Regions from separate parts of the Anser cygnoides genome. Here region 2 is linked to region 1. The links are chromatin contacts, called in public Hi-C maps. All regions are on one chromosome and are shown on one strand. Each heading gives the region's core, a stretch centred on a gene start, on an enhancer-like site or on the middle of the called end of the contact. The rest is flanking DNA. Distances are from core to core; before and after follow the strand shown.

Evidence for each region. A called contact is a pair of places that touch in the nucleus more often than the background predicts.
Region 2: a contact with region 1 is called in a Hi-C map of liver, with 2.0 times the contacts expected there. The contact joins two enhancer-like sites. A contact is called at or near these places in 2 of 7 Hi-C or Micro-C datasets (both in liver).

What each region holds. Positions count from the first base shown.
Region 1 is chrZ:38,141,028-38,147,976 of Taihu_goose_T2T_genome, reverse strand. No RefSeq gene overlaps it. Among named protein-coding and RNA genes, the nearest start is that of GADD45G, 90 kb to the left of the region's middle. Within about 2 kb of position 4,191, at least 1 of the 3 cell types and tissues checked has open chromatin away from gene starts, as enhancers often do. A contact at or near this core is called in liver, where this site is marked.
Region 2 is chrZ:38,297,468-38,304,416 of Taihu_goose_T2T_genome, reverse strand. The region is part of intron 1 of SEMA4D (semaphorin 4D); the gene reads right to left. Among named protein-coding and RNA genes, the nearest start is that of SEMA4D, 30 kb to the right of the region's middle. Within about 2 kb of position 2,761, at least 2 of the 3 cell types and tissues checked have open chromatin away from gene starts, as enhancers often do. A contact at or near this core is called in liver, where this site is marked.

The sequences.
Region 1 (6,949 bases), core at 2,942-5,441:
TTGGACGTCAGTCTCTGCACAGGCAGATTTCTGATGAGGGTCAGGCTCTAGGGCGTGAAGTGAAGGAGGTTTCTGTGCGCAGTCAGACCCGAAGGGAGAAGGCCAGGCAGACGGCACAGCCGTTCCCAAGCTGCCCCTTGGCCGAGCCACTGGAGTTCATACACTGGCTCTGGGTGGGGAAGAGAAGAGCCCTGCAGCAGTCTGCAGGGACAGCTTCAGTCCCACTTCGCTCAGGACGCCGTGCTGCTGGGGGCAGCACTGTGGCCAGCCCTGCCCTCTGAGGATGCATGGGGACACTTTGGGGAGGCAATTTTCTGCCCTTCTGCTGGCAAGCTGTTGCCTCACCATGCTGGAAAGGGGCAGCTGTTTGGACAAGCTGACATACTGCAGGGACTCAGTGTTTCCCATATAGAAGTCACTTTTTTTGGCATGCCAATTTTTCTGTAGTCCGAAGGGGAGTGGCTACAAACTGAGCAGCCTTTGTTTAAGATCCTTCAGGAAACGAAAGCGTGAGAGCTAAATATAGCTCACACAAGGACATGAAAGCAGTTATTTAATATAACCCAATTTGTGGTGCAGGAATGAGTCATTATAGAAATGGATCTTCTTGTAAATTTAAACAAGGTGAGAAAAAAATTAATTTATTTCTTTCAGAGTTTAGAACAATCTCACAAAACTCACCTATTCTTGGCACCTGCACTGATTCTTCTCATGAGATCCACTGTGATATTTGAGCTATGTGTTAATTTTTAGCACATGTACAGTCTGGTAATGATGAAAAATACAAATGGTAGGTGCTTTTTTTTTTTTTTTTTAAGTTATACAAATGCACAAGCTGGTATAAATTAGTGGTTTTTCTTTGTTGTTGTTTTGTTTTGTTTTGTTTTCCAAAACCCCACCATTTTTTATACAGAAGAAAAATGACTGTATGAATGTATTCCTTGAAGTTTTGCCCCAGAATTTGATTTTGCAATTTATTTTTCTGTAACTTTTGCTTTGCTGCTTGCTGGCAGGTAGGAGATCTCAATCTGCTCATTTTCAGAACTGCACTAGAGCTGTTCTCAGGCTGTGTTTGATGTCTGTTTATCTACTATTCTTGTAAGAAAACACAATCCACTTCAATTGGGCTGAGGTTTGCAAATGAGATCTCACTTTGCAGTATCAGGCCTGCTTTCAGTTGACTAATGCTTTAAAGAAACAGTCAGTCAGAAGGCACAGCTTTAAAGCCCATAACCACATCAGAGGCAGAGGAAACACATCTACACAGGCTCTAGCACTTATTTGACATACACAGACTTGTAATAGTGTCAGTTATCTTCAATTTTACACTCTGGTTCACTGGTGTACGGAAGAAAACCGGTCAGTGGTTCTAAAGGTAGAAAAAGCACCCAAAGTTGATTTTTTATTATTCATTTATTTATTATTACTATTATTATTTAATTTAACATGTGATTGCAATAAAGAGGGAGGAACTGTTGGGGAATATGCACACAACAGCATTTTTTGGTGAGAATGATCAGTATAAGGCTGATTTTTGGGGGAGGCGGAACAGGGTGACAAAAAGACCAGGAATTTTAGAAAGGCAGATGATAGTGAGCTTGGGATATAAACAGGAACAACCCCATACAAATCTTGTGTAAAGGGAAAGAAAGCTGTTTGGTAGAGCTGGTGGTTCCTGTACAGGGTATATGTTAGGGCTGCGGCCTATCCTGGTGTGGGAGGTTGGAAAGTGCTGCACAGAGATCATCCGAATCTTGAACCTTGACCTTTCAGATAAAAGGAAAGGTGTAAAACGTGAAACTACTTCAGGCTACTAAGAACTGATACAAGGGAAAGTATGAACAGGTAGGGATGAATTAAAAAATGTCAGGCTGTGGACCAAGCCAGGGCAGAGTACTGACAAGTGTCCTCAATGTGCACTGGTAGTGAGGGTTACAGAAGAGAAGTTGTAATTTGTCACCTAATTGGAAGAAAGAGCTAGATGGTGCTGAGAAATCTAAAATGTCTGATGCTTGTTATGTCTCCCTTTTTACTAGAAAGGCCAGCTGCAGTCACAGCTGACCCAGCAGTGCAGAAGCAGGAGACTAAGCTAGAGAATATTTAGCTAGGGTAGAAATTTCCCATTTGTTTGGAGCTGACCTGAACCTGGAGAACTGACCGAGACCTGTGCAGAACTGTCACCTTTGGGAAAGGCTGACCTCGCTCCTGGGAGGCCATTGACTGTAAAAAGTAATGGCAGTGCATAGCTTTAAAAGAGAGAAACAAGAGGGGACTGGCATTGTCGGCTCTGGCTATAATTTCAATTCCCAGAAAAGTACTGGAACAAACACTCAAATTGTTTGAAAATACCAAGAAGATAAATACGGGGATAAGTAAGAGCCAAAATGAATTTGTTCAGGACAAGTTATTCCAAATCAATCTAATTTCCTGTTTGACAGGGTAACTGGCCTTGCATGAAGCAGCCAGCTCTCTTGATTTTAGTGGAACTGCCTGACACTCAGCTGACTTCTTAATAGACAAACTAAGGGGACAGAATCTAGCAAAACTCCTCCACAGTGAGTGATCATCCGACGGGAAACCAGGTTCAAAGTGTATTGAGAAACTTCTTTGTGTCGAATCAGAAAAGTGTGATTTTGCAGCAGTCTGCCCTGCTTCAGACTGTATTCAATATTTCTCTGAATTACTTGTAAAGTGGAGTAGAGAGTATGCTGAGTAAGTTCACATGGCACTTCACTGAGAAGAGCAATAATTGCACCAAACGACTGGATGAGAACTTGACATGAACACAGCAAACTGGATGCAGTTTTAAAAAGTAAGGTGCAATTCAGCAAGGGCAATTTGGTTCGGTGAGGTTGTGGGAATAGTCACATGGAATAAATCTCGGATGGACAAAACCAAAGTAAATAGCAATTCTGTAAGAAAGGTCCTAGCAATTATAGTAGATCACACACTGAACACAAGTCAGCAATGTCATTCTGTTGTGTAAAAGGTAAATATCACATGGAGATATCTGGCTGGGTCTGTCATCTGCCAGACACATGACAGCGGTGTTCAACCTGCAGCTGGGGACCTGTGTCCTGATTTGAACACTGGACTTCCAGAAATAGATAACTATCTATATAAAACCCAAGGTAAAGCAATGAGAAGGATCAAGGGTCTAGAAAATATCACCTCTCAGGACAAATTTACAGAACTGGAGTGGCTTAGTCTAGAGGGAAAAAAAAAAAAAAGGCTGAAGAGAGACCTATTAACAATCCTCAACCACATAGAAGGTAACTTCAGGAAAGAAGGAATTAATTTGTTCTTCAGGACACCTTTTGCTAGAAAAAGAGTTAACATTGTAGTAGACACTTGAAAGCAGCAACTACTAGGAAAACCTTACTACCAGAATGAGGCATTAGGAACGTACTGAGGGAACTGAGGCATCACTCAGTGTATTTAAGAATGTCACAAATATTGTACCCCACTATATGAGAGAGGATCCCCTGGCACAGAACTAACACCTTTGAAATAAATGAAACAATACTGCCTGCAGGAGGTGACTGCTGTGGATACTTAGATCAATATATCCATTTTCTGCATTATTGATGGCACCCCTCTGTGGCAACTTTTTTTGACATCCCTTGCAGCCCTTTTTCATATGCTGTGAATTTTCCAACTGTATGGCTGCTAAGAAAAATAAACTAGATAGAGACTTGTTCAGAGGTCTTTTTTTTTTTTTTCTAAAATGTTTTATTATTTTTATGGTCTTTATTTCACAGTTTGAGGAGTATAGGGAGGACATGCAAGTATGAAAATTTGCACTCTGCAATTTCATCTGTCATTTGCTTGAGTTTCTCTACTGTCTGCAGGGTACAGTAGAATAGAGTCTATTGCTTTATGCATATGTATGTAAATAAGTGAATAAGATGTACAGAACCATAGAATGTCTGAGTTGGAAGGGAGGGACCCACAAAGATCATCAAGTCCAGTTCCTGGGTCCCCAGTCTTCAGAGCTCTGAACAGTAAAATTCCTCGTTAACGTGTATTCAGTTAATCTGAAATGAACAATGAATCAGAAGTTTCACTTCAGGTATGTCTGTTAATGGTTATGTTGCTACAATCATGTTTCAGCTGGCAGCTGACATAGAAAAAGTGCCAAATCTGGACTAATATCTTTTGAAAATTTGATATGTTTTTTCCCCTCAAGTCATCAAACCTTCCCTCAACCCCTGGTCCAAAACTGTAGGTTTTACGTATCTAGAGGTTGAAAGCCCTAGATAAAAGCAAGAATCCATCTTTCATAGGCTATCAGAACTAGTGCTCTGAAAACAGACCAGGTGCTTATCCTGTCTGGTTTGCAGTTTTGGCTGTGTTACACATGAAGTCTTGTAATAGGCTGAGACAGCTGGATGCATTTACTTTTTTCATTATTAGTGGACAAAAGTTGAGACCTACTCAGCTATTTTTCCAAGATGTGCGGCACCTGCAATGGCTCGCCTACCCCTGACTCTTGCTGAGGAGCCAGAGGATCAGATTGAGTAGGACCATGTCTGTTTATGCTGGATTTAAATTTGAACTAACTTCTGTGTGTAAAAACAAAAAGTTCCTGTCTGTTTCAAGTCTGATGTTTTTCCTGCATCTTTTTCTTTTCTTAGGACATAGATGGAAAAGGCTCTGTTACCCAGTAAGGAACTGCAGGTGTTTTCCTCCTGACTTTTACCCTCATCAGGGCTTGTTTTTCCGTGTGGGCAGCTACCAGGGTGATCTTGCCCAAATTGCATAATGTGTTACATAGTCCTCGGTTCAGCTGACAGCTAGGGTAAGGTCATTGGCTGGATCCCAGTAGGCCTGCTTAGAGAAAATCTTTGCTGTGCTAATATTCTTCTGAGACACTGCAGATTTAATTAGAAAATTTGCAAAGGAATTATTGTTGCCGGTTGAAAGTATAGCTAATTAGGCCCATGAAGACTACTGTCAGGGAAAGACGTTCTAAAGATACATTTCCTGTCAATGCAATAAACACGTTGAATGTCTTGAAGACGGCTGCAGTTTTGTTTACAAGCTATGGCATACCACACGATCATATGGATGTTTGGGGTAGGTGTGGCCAAGTGCATGTGTAAAGTTTCTGTTTTCACCTCAGATGTAGTAATGAGATATGTATATTAGCAAAGCAAGCTAATTTATCTTAGGTCCAATTGTATCATGAGGTGCAGTAAACTGAGAGACAGTTCATTGAACAACCTCTCTGGTCAAAGCCTGTGAGTTTTATTGGTGTAATTAATTCTGTGTAATTGGCGGCCTTATTGTTATGAATGAAATGAGCAATATTCAGATTAGGACACTTGGATCTTGTGTTTTTGAGATGGGTTTAAAACAGCAGAGGGTTTGCCATTCTGTAGTTTTCACTGTTATCAAGCCTGTTCCAAACCTCAGTGTTGAAAAGAGGGTGACCTGCGGAATTTGCTCATGGCTTATAACCAGAAAGAAAGGAAACCACAAACAAGAGTATGCAGATTTTTCAAGAGAATTAATCTGTAATGCCTGGACTTTGCATCAGGTACTTTGCTTTCCTGGTGTAGGGAGGACACTTAGCTGAGCTGCTCCCCTTTCCACATCATCATAGTCCAGTTCTGAACAGACTGTGGATGGAGTCAGCCCTGGTCAGAATGGGGGCTGTAGAAGTAAGGTTAATCCTAAATCACTCTTATCTCCCCAACCTCCCCTCAGAAAAATGAAAAGCAAAGAACACCAGCCAAAGCATGTATAAGTAGGAGTGGAGGCTGTATGTGTTAATAGTCACATATACTTACTACCCAAAGAAATCCCATAGCCTGGCTGGCACAATAGAGTTGTCCTGGTAAAATTTCAGTTAACCTCAAAAGTTCCTTATGGGTGAACTAAAAATGAAAATCTGCATTTTTTTTTTTTTGTCTCTAGCTTTATTTGCTGTTATCTCTGGCCAATTTGCTGAGATGTTACATGATGTCAGTGATGTAATTGGAGTTGCATCAGGATCACATGAGCTGCGGGAGCCTGGAGATGTAAGAGCAGCACACGCTGGAGGAGAGCAGGGCTGCTCTGAGTCATGCTGTGTGCTGTCTTCCACATGGGGATGGCAGGGCTGAGAGTCAGCCCCAGGTCTGGCCCTCATGCAGCTCTGAGTCACCATCCCTAAGCGTCAGTAAATTCACACACATCCTTCACAGCAGCTGGGTTGTCAGGGTCAGGCTGGGAAACCCAAAGTATCTCTTGATTCACCAGCAATGAGCCTACTGAAAAGTTAATTATCCCTGAGATCTGTGGACTCTGGCAGGGGAGGTGGCATGGTAGCAACTCCAGGCTGCCACACTTAATCTCATATTTTGATGTTGGTTTACAGCGTAGTTCTTCTAGGAGTTTGAAGAAGTCCAGGGAAAGAGCTGAGAATTTCAAAGACTTTAAGCAGTGGAAAGGATAGCCTGGATGCAAGGTGAGAAGAGTAATAGCAAACCTGCACCCTGAAGGAGATTTTGAAAGAGGAAAAAAAGGAAGTGTGAAAATTTCAGATGGAAAGAAAATCACAATTTCACAGTTATTTTCCAAGTTATCCAGAGGAATATAGCAAAAATAAATAAATAAATAAATAAAATTCAAAGAATCATCTGAAGTGTATTAACTTTGTCATTAACTATAACAATGATAATATACTGTTATCTTATAGTGCCGAGAGGGAGCATCAACAATTTACACACAGCATCAGACACACATTTACTGAGGCTACTCAAGGGGGACGCAGTGGCCCCATTAACATGGACAGGTGCATGAGGAGGTGTTCCTGTACCCGTGAGGTGGTGCTACAGGGACAGCATGCAGCCCCTGCACTGTGGCTGGTGTCGGTACCAGGCAGGAAGGCTCATTCTCCCTGCAAAGAGCCTCTGATCTCTATTTCAGCTATGGCAACTGGAGGCAACTCATAAGGCATGGA
Region 2 (6,949 bases), core at 1,512-4,011, 160 kb before region 1:
TAAAAACTTGTCTTGTATTCATTTAAAAAAAAAAAGTGTGAATTCCAAATTTAGCCTTTTCACATTCAGAGAGCAACAAAGGCAAGGCTATCATTTTTGGACTTTACAGCAGTGAGAAGCAGAAGCAGAGATGGTACCACAGAGACTAAGACACCGTTTTTTATCCAGTGCCAGGATTCTCCAAAAGCAAGCATGCTGCTACAGTCACGGGCATAGCTAACTCATCTGAAATAGTGTCTGTCTGACAGAGAAAGCTCCTAAATTAGGCCAAGGTTACCAGAGGGACTTTATCACCAAAACGCAACTTCCACAAGAAGTCAGTTCTTCGTTTGCGAGTGGTGCCATTTCCTCATCCTGCATGTTATACAATTAAAACAGGAGGTTCATTAAAAACAAAGCAGAGAACACCAGTGTGGTGCTACGGGTGTTGAAGACACACAGCATTTCCTGCTTGGAGAAGGCAAAACCACCCTGTAATTCAGAGGAAAATGGTGTAAGGAGGTTGTTTATTACTTCCATTGATTTAAAACATGAACACACACCTCTCCTCCTCTGCACTGGCACATTAAATTGTGCCCTGACTGCAAAATAACCGACCCGCTCCAGCCTCACCCTCCGTGGTAAGGTGCATCTGGCAGACTGACAGCAGCACGGGCCTTGCTGCAAATCTTTTGGACACCAGCGCTGCCAGTGCATCCATCACATGCCCCCTTTCCATGAAGCAGTCTGTAATTTTTCCTGCCTTCAGACCACAAAACTGGCAGCCAAAACCACATCCCATCACTGCGAGAAAGAGAAGCAGAAGACCTTCCCATCAAAGGCGGCAGAGGAACCTGTGCTCAGTTGCCCATGGCCATTTAGTGAACTGCCGTTCAGCGGCACCTTCATTCACCCTTTTCCTCTCCTTACAGCAAGGGAGGTGCCCGGCATCCCCCCCCCCACTGCTGTACCACACAAACCCCAGCTACAGAAAGCTGGCGTCCTCCACTAACGCAGCACATGCAGAAACACTGCTGCCCCCCCAAACACACCTCCTTTTTAACCAGGGTCCTAGCTAAAAGTAGGGCAGCGGGAACCCATAATGCTACTTGTTCCAGCACCTCTCTGATCCGAGAAGATTTGCAGGGTATCTTTCCAGGATACATAAAAAAAAAAAGATAAGCAAAAGCACATGTATTTTTCAGGCTAGTGCTAGAATCACATCTCTGCAGGCAATTTTTTCCCCCTTGTTGGCTGGTGTCTGATCCGTGTTACCAAGAATTAAAGAGGTCATGAACTAACAAGCAACTGCTTGAAGTTCGCTCAGCAGGGAAAGCCCCAAAGCTCACTTTGCTTGAAGTGTGGCGGGCAGGAAAGGGAAGAGACTTTGAACAAATATTAGCAGAACATTAATGAAGATGCAGAGACTTGCCAACAGCAGACACGATCTCCTCTCCACCTCCACAGCTAGGGGCAGAACGTCGTCGCCTGAGGGACCAGACAAACAGGACCAGACAGAAAAACTCACAGGAGACTCATACAACCACCAAGCTGACAGCGTCTGGAACGACACTCCAATAGCAGAAAATATGTAACTCATACACCACTCGCGGGGACTGAAAAAGCTGTGTGCACATAGTTGTCTTACCTCGTTCTCACAGATACATGAAAACACTAAATTTAACACTTTATGTTGGATCAAAAAATTTATCCTGCTGAGAAACCGAGCCTTGTGGTTTTCTGGGCAGAAATGGAGGTTGTGAGATGTTACTTTTCTGCCAGATCAGTATCTGAATGCAGCTCACTGTTTTAATACTAGCATGAGGAAACTCATGCTAGAACTCACTTAACTGCAAATTTTCAAGAAAAATATGCCACATCTCTTTAACTGTGCAGTAGTGCAGTTTTGGAAAGCACTGAGGTTTTGACTGAAATTCTGCCAGCCGGGGAAAATAAAGGGTGGAGGCGACCAGACCAGCTGCTGTCACAGAACAAAGCACCTGTAGGTACCGAACAAGCTCCTCGCAGGTTTGCGTTTCTGCTGACCCCTGTCCTGCTGCCAGCGTGAGGCTACCCGGTCTGCATGTTGTACGTCAGCATCCTCCTGGCGCTGGCACGGAGGCTTGACAAGAAGTCAGAAGTGTGCTCGCAGCACGCAGGCGGCTGATCCACCTCCCTGGTGCTCGTGCCAACCGAGGGAGAGCCCGGCCAAACACCAGCCGGGAGGCACACAGAGTGGCTGGGACACACAGGCTCTGAGAGCCCCATGTCAGGGGCATCATCTCCGCTCTCATCCCACCCCAGGTCCCCTTGCAGCCCCTTCCAGGGACCTGCAGCCCCGTCCCAGCTGCCTCCTGAGCCCTCTCTGCAATTATGTACAGCGATGCCCAAGCTTTGTCGCACCATTCCCACCAAGAGCTGCTCAAAGAGGGTCACAAAACTCCCCGAAGTCTGCAGTACCCTTCAGTTCCCTTGCTGATGGGCCCCAGCAGGACCACAGTGCTGCAAAACGGGGAGCAGTAGCACCCAAGAAGGACCACTGAGGAAGAAGAGAGAGGCACAAGTCACCTGGGCAGAAACCGACTTGCTGACTTTTATCTATCTTCCGACTTCCCAACGCTAAAAGCCATTTGAGTGCTGTAAGATAGAGCAGATAAACCCCTGAACCACAAGTTTAGCAAGTACAATTTCTGCCACAGGTTGGCTTCACTGCTTAGATATCCCAAAAAAGTATGGACAAGCACTTTTTGCATATTTTCGCTTACTTTCCCCATGTTGAAGGCTAAGAATGCACCATAAAGGCTCATCTTGCAAAACAAAAACAGTCGGAGTGGCAAAAATGCAGGCTGCCTGCGTGACAGAGACACAAATCATGCAGCCCCAGTTCAGCACAGCTTCAGGCTGCAAAGTCAGGGAGCAAAATCCATCCGAAGGGCTCAGGTCTTTGAGGAAACAGTTTGCAACCAACTAATGTTTAACCAAAAACTCCCCGCCTGACTCTTTCCAAGTCAGACGGACATTCTCATCAGAAGATCCTCAACACAGAAACGCTGGAGAAACAGACAGAAGTGAGCAGTTAATGACTGCCCTCTCCGGATCAATGAACAGTGACAGACTGAACACAGTGTGTGTATGGCCGGTGCGTGCAGCTGGCAGGAACGGCTGCTTTCTACCAAAGCTACGGCCAGCACACCTTACAGCTGCCAAAGGGAAGTTAACATACAACTAAGGCCTTCACACACACAGGCATTTTATTATTTTTAACCTTTGCTTTTCATGCGTTGCACCCCTGCGCAGTGCAGATGCGGTATTTCATTTTACAACGTATGCCTAGCTCGCTGTAAACACACAGTATCAGAGGTTCCCCAAAGGGACAGCATTACAGGTACGAAATCAAACTCAGATGGGAATATCATCTGAGGAAGAACCAGGAGGTCTGTGATTAAAACCCCGGCGGTCTGTGACTAAAACCCTGGTACCCACACGCGTCCCCATGAGGAGAGCTGTTTCCTAAGCCTGTCACTGGAAAGAGGGGCTTTGGAGCAGCTAAAACCTGACTGCCAGCCACTAACTTCAGCCTAAACTGTCTGCCTGTCAGCAGGCTCCTGAGGTTACAGCTCTCACGCCACTCTGAAAGATCTTCAAGGCCAAAGATTAAATCTTCGCATAAGTTAGCACATCACAGAGCACTGGGCCTGCTAGCACAGTTCCACTGGACTGCAGCAACAGACTGTCCATTAATTAAAGCTGACGCTTCGTTACCCATCAGTCAACAGCACATTCAGGAGCTACGGCATAATAAAGCCATTGTTAGTCTTTTCTTTACATGTTCAACTGCAGAACAAAAGGTGATGGTTGTAGACGCTCAACAATGACTTGAATGTCTGCAGGTACCATTGATCCTCAAGAACAGGCTCAACAACAAAGACCTTGCACAGAAAGAAGAGCTAAAAAGTTTTAGTTATAAAAAAAAAAAAGAGACCAAAAAAGAGACAACACCCTAAAAGCTGTGTGTTACAGTTGTTCATCACCCTTCCACAAACACTGCCAGTCATTTCGCCAGTCAACGTCATACCACTCAGCCATTATCATTAACTAGAAAAGACAGCACAAAATGCCTCCCAAAGAAGGATAGTTTAATAGTTTACTCTCCTTCCTTTCTCCCAAGTTGTCACATTCAGTGCTCTTCAAACCTACAAACACAACATGACATTTTGACATCTGAATATGACACTTACGAGACAAATGTCTCTAAAAATGAGATACACTCTTCTTCCAAAACATTTGTGGTAGGACAGAGTTATCCTTCAGTGAAAAGGAATTAACAACAACAACACGCTGCAAAACATTTAACAGAACAAGAAGCCTTACATAAAAGAGCACAAGGGGGATTTTGAACTTGTGGCAGTGTTCCATGAATTTGTATGACATGTTTAAAAGCAAATTGATTCATACTCATATTGTTTCTAAACTAAATGTTTCATCAACTACGCTAACTGCAAATAGCAATCAGTTGGCATAAGGCCCAATTCAAAAGAGCAAAATAAATGCTTTCATCCCAATTTTCCTGAAGATAGCAAAATGGAGGAAATGATGTCCAAAGCTGCAGAGATGAGAAAAGATAGGAACCCCTGAACAAAAAGAAATAACAGGGTAAGGCAGGTAAGGGCCTCTAATGGTAGTGATTTATTCTATTACAGCCTTTTACTGTCAGGTTATGTAATGAGCCCACATGATTTAGGAATTCATGTAGGGAGAAAGTGTTTTTCAATTAGCAATATGGATCTGGGTTGGCTCATGTCAAGTGCCTGTAAGTGATAATCTGGAGAAAATGTCAGATGGTGACTTTAAACAATAGCTTAAAACTCATTACTTTTTATGGCCTTAAGTTTAAGAAAGAATGTCTTAGCACTATCTTCAAAATAAACCAAAAGAAAATAAAAGAGTAGATGTAAGCTATAATTCTCTCAAGTACCAGCCGTTCTCTTACACACATACTTTCAGAAGTCTCTGCTTTTAAATTAGGGTACATATGAAACAATGTATGAGGCTGAAACACAGAGGTAGGTAACAACAGCTATGAATTAGAGGGGAGAAAACCCTTGTAAGCAATGAAGTGAAACCACAAAAAACAATTAATGCGTTAAGTACTTGCAGGAAGGAAAATGTAAAAAAAACAAAAACAAAAACATGCAGCTACAAAGCCAAAAGCTGACACTGAAACTTGGTTTGCCCTCCACAAACCAAGGACAGACAGCACCAGTTTGCCATGGCTCAGATACTACAAAAAACAAACAAACACACAAATGACAGCAGCAAAAAACTGCCTTAGGAGTCCTTGGCCATGGCTTTTAAATCTGTTTTACAAGGCATTCAGACAATGGCTGTCCAAAACCTCACCTTCTCGAAGGAACCAAGCTCAGAGCCGTGACTCAGCTCAGCAGCCTCTGGGGGTTCCTCCAGTGTCGAGAGGCAGCTCTTGCAAGGAGCTGCTTGCAAGGAAGCAGAAGCTTCCAGCAAGCACTTACTCTGCATAATCCATAAAACACATTAATCTCATTGTACAACACCAGGGGCATAGCTCAGGACATCCCTTTGTTCCTTACTATTCTTTAAAAAAAAAAAAAAAGAAAAAAAACATTTTCAGCTGTTAGCGCACCAAGATATTTCATTAAATGATGCATGTTCAGCCACATTGGTGCAGGAGAGCTCCTTGGGTGGGGAAGCAGAAATTGAGCTTTAGAGCACTTCTACACCCTTTTGTTGACCCGAGATACACCACTTTATGTGGGTAAAGAAGCAGAAGTTCTTCTGGTGAAGTACAGATGCAGGATAAGCTGAGACAGTAACAACAGATTTCCGATGTGGCACAACCTTGGGTGTTCCACAAACACAGGGACTTCTCTTCAATGTCAGTCCAATTTTCATTTTGTTAAGTAAAAAAAAAAAAAAACCCTCTTCATCTATCAGCTAAAATATCCACAAAAGTTTCCAAGAGGAAGGAAAGAAAACGTGACCAATAAAAACAAAGTTATGCCCTCTGACTCGCTGCCTTCACCCCCCCCCCTTCATTCAATACCAGTCAGCAAAGCCCTTCCCTTCGCCCGGATTAACCACCACCCTCTTCAGGCAGAGAGAATCTCAACATCTGCCTCGCAGCTGAGCTTCCCAGCGTTACGTGGACAAGGGCACGTTAACAGCAGGGGCACATCCAGGCAGGAGGCACCACCGAAGGGGCTGGGGTCTCCCCGTCCAGCACGGTACGTGCCCCCCAGACACAGGAGCCGTGTTCGCCGGTAGGGAGGAGGAGGAAGAGAGAAGACAACAGGCGGAAAAGAAAGGGCATTTTGTTGTCCAGCAGTTATCCTTCTGGTTCAGTGGGCCACTTCTATTTAGATTTGACTTTCTGACGACGTAACTGATGCGGTCTCTGGTGGATCACTCAGTGCATCATGAGAGCACAGGAATTCAAGCTTATGGCTACCACCTGTTTGAAAAAGCTAAGTAACAAAAAAAAAAAACTTATTTAAGAAAAGGATTTGGGGAAAAAGCATAGCAACACTAAAATGGGAAAAAAAGAAATTAATAAAATGCTATGCTGTAAGTGAGCACAGTAAGTCACAGAAACACGATGGCATGCGTCAGCATTTGGAAAAAACACGTAACAGCCTGGACAAAGAGCGCTCTCAGGTTACACAGAACACCTTACTAACATCACTATAAGGGCACATATTTGAAAGAAGCTGTTGTGAGAGAGGAAGTTCCACCTCTCCCAGACCGGTGGGAACAAATGCTTCACAAGAGGGCTTGGTTTTTTCTTTTCTTTTCAGTTTCTTTTTCTGCACCTGACTGAAGGTTAGCCTGGACAAACACTACACTTAGTAAACCACCCTTTTACTCTGTTTTGCCCAAACCACACCAAATGCGTCACTTCAAAACAAACAGAAAAAGTCAGTGAGAGCAAAAACCA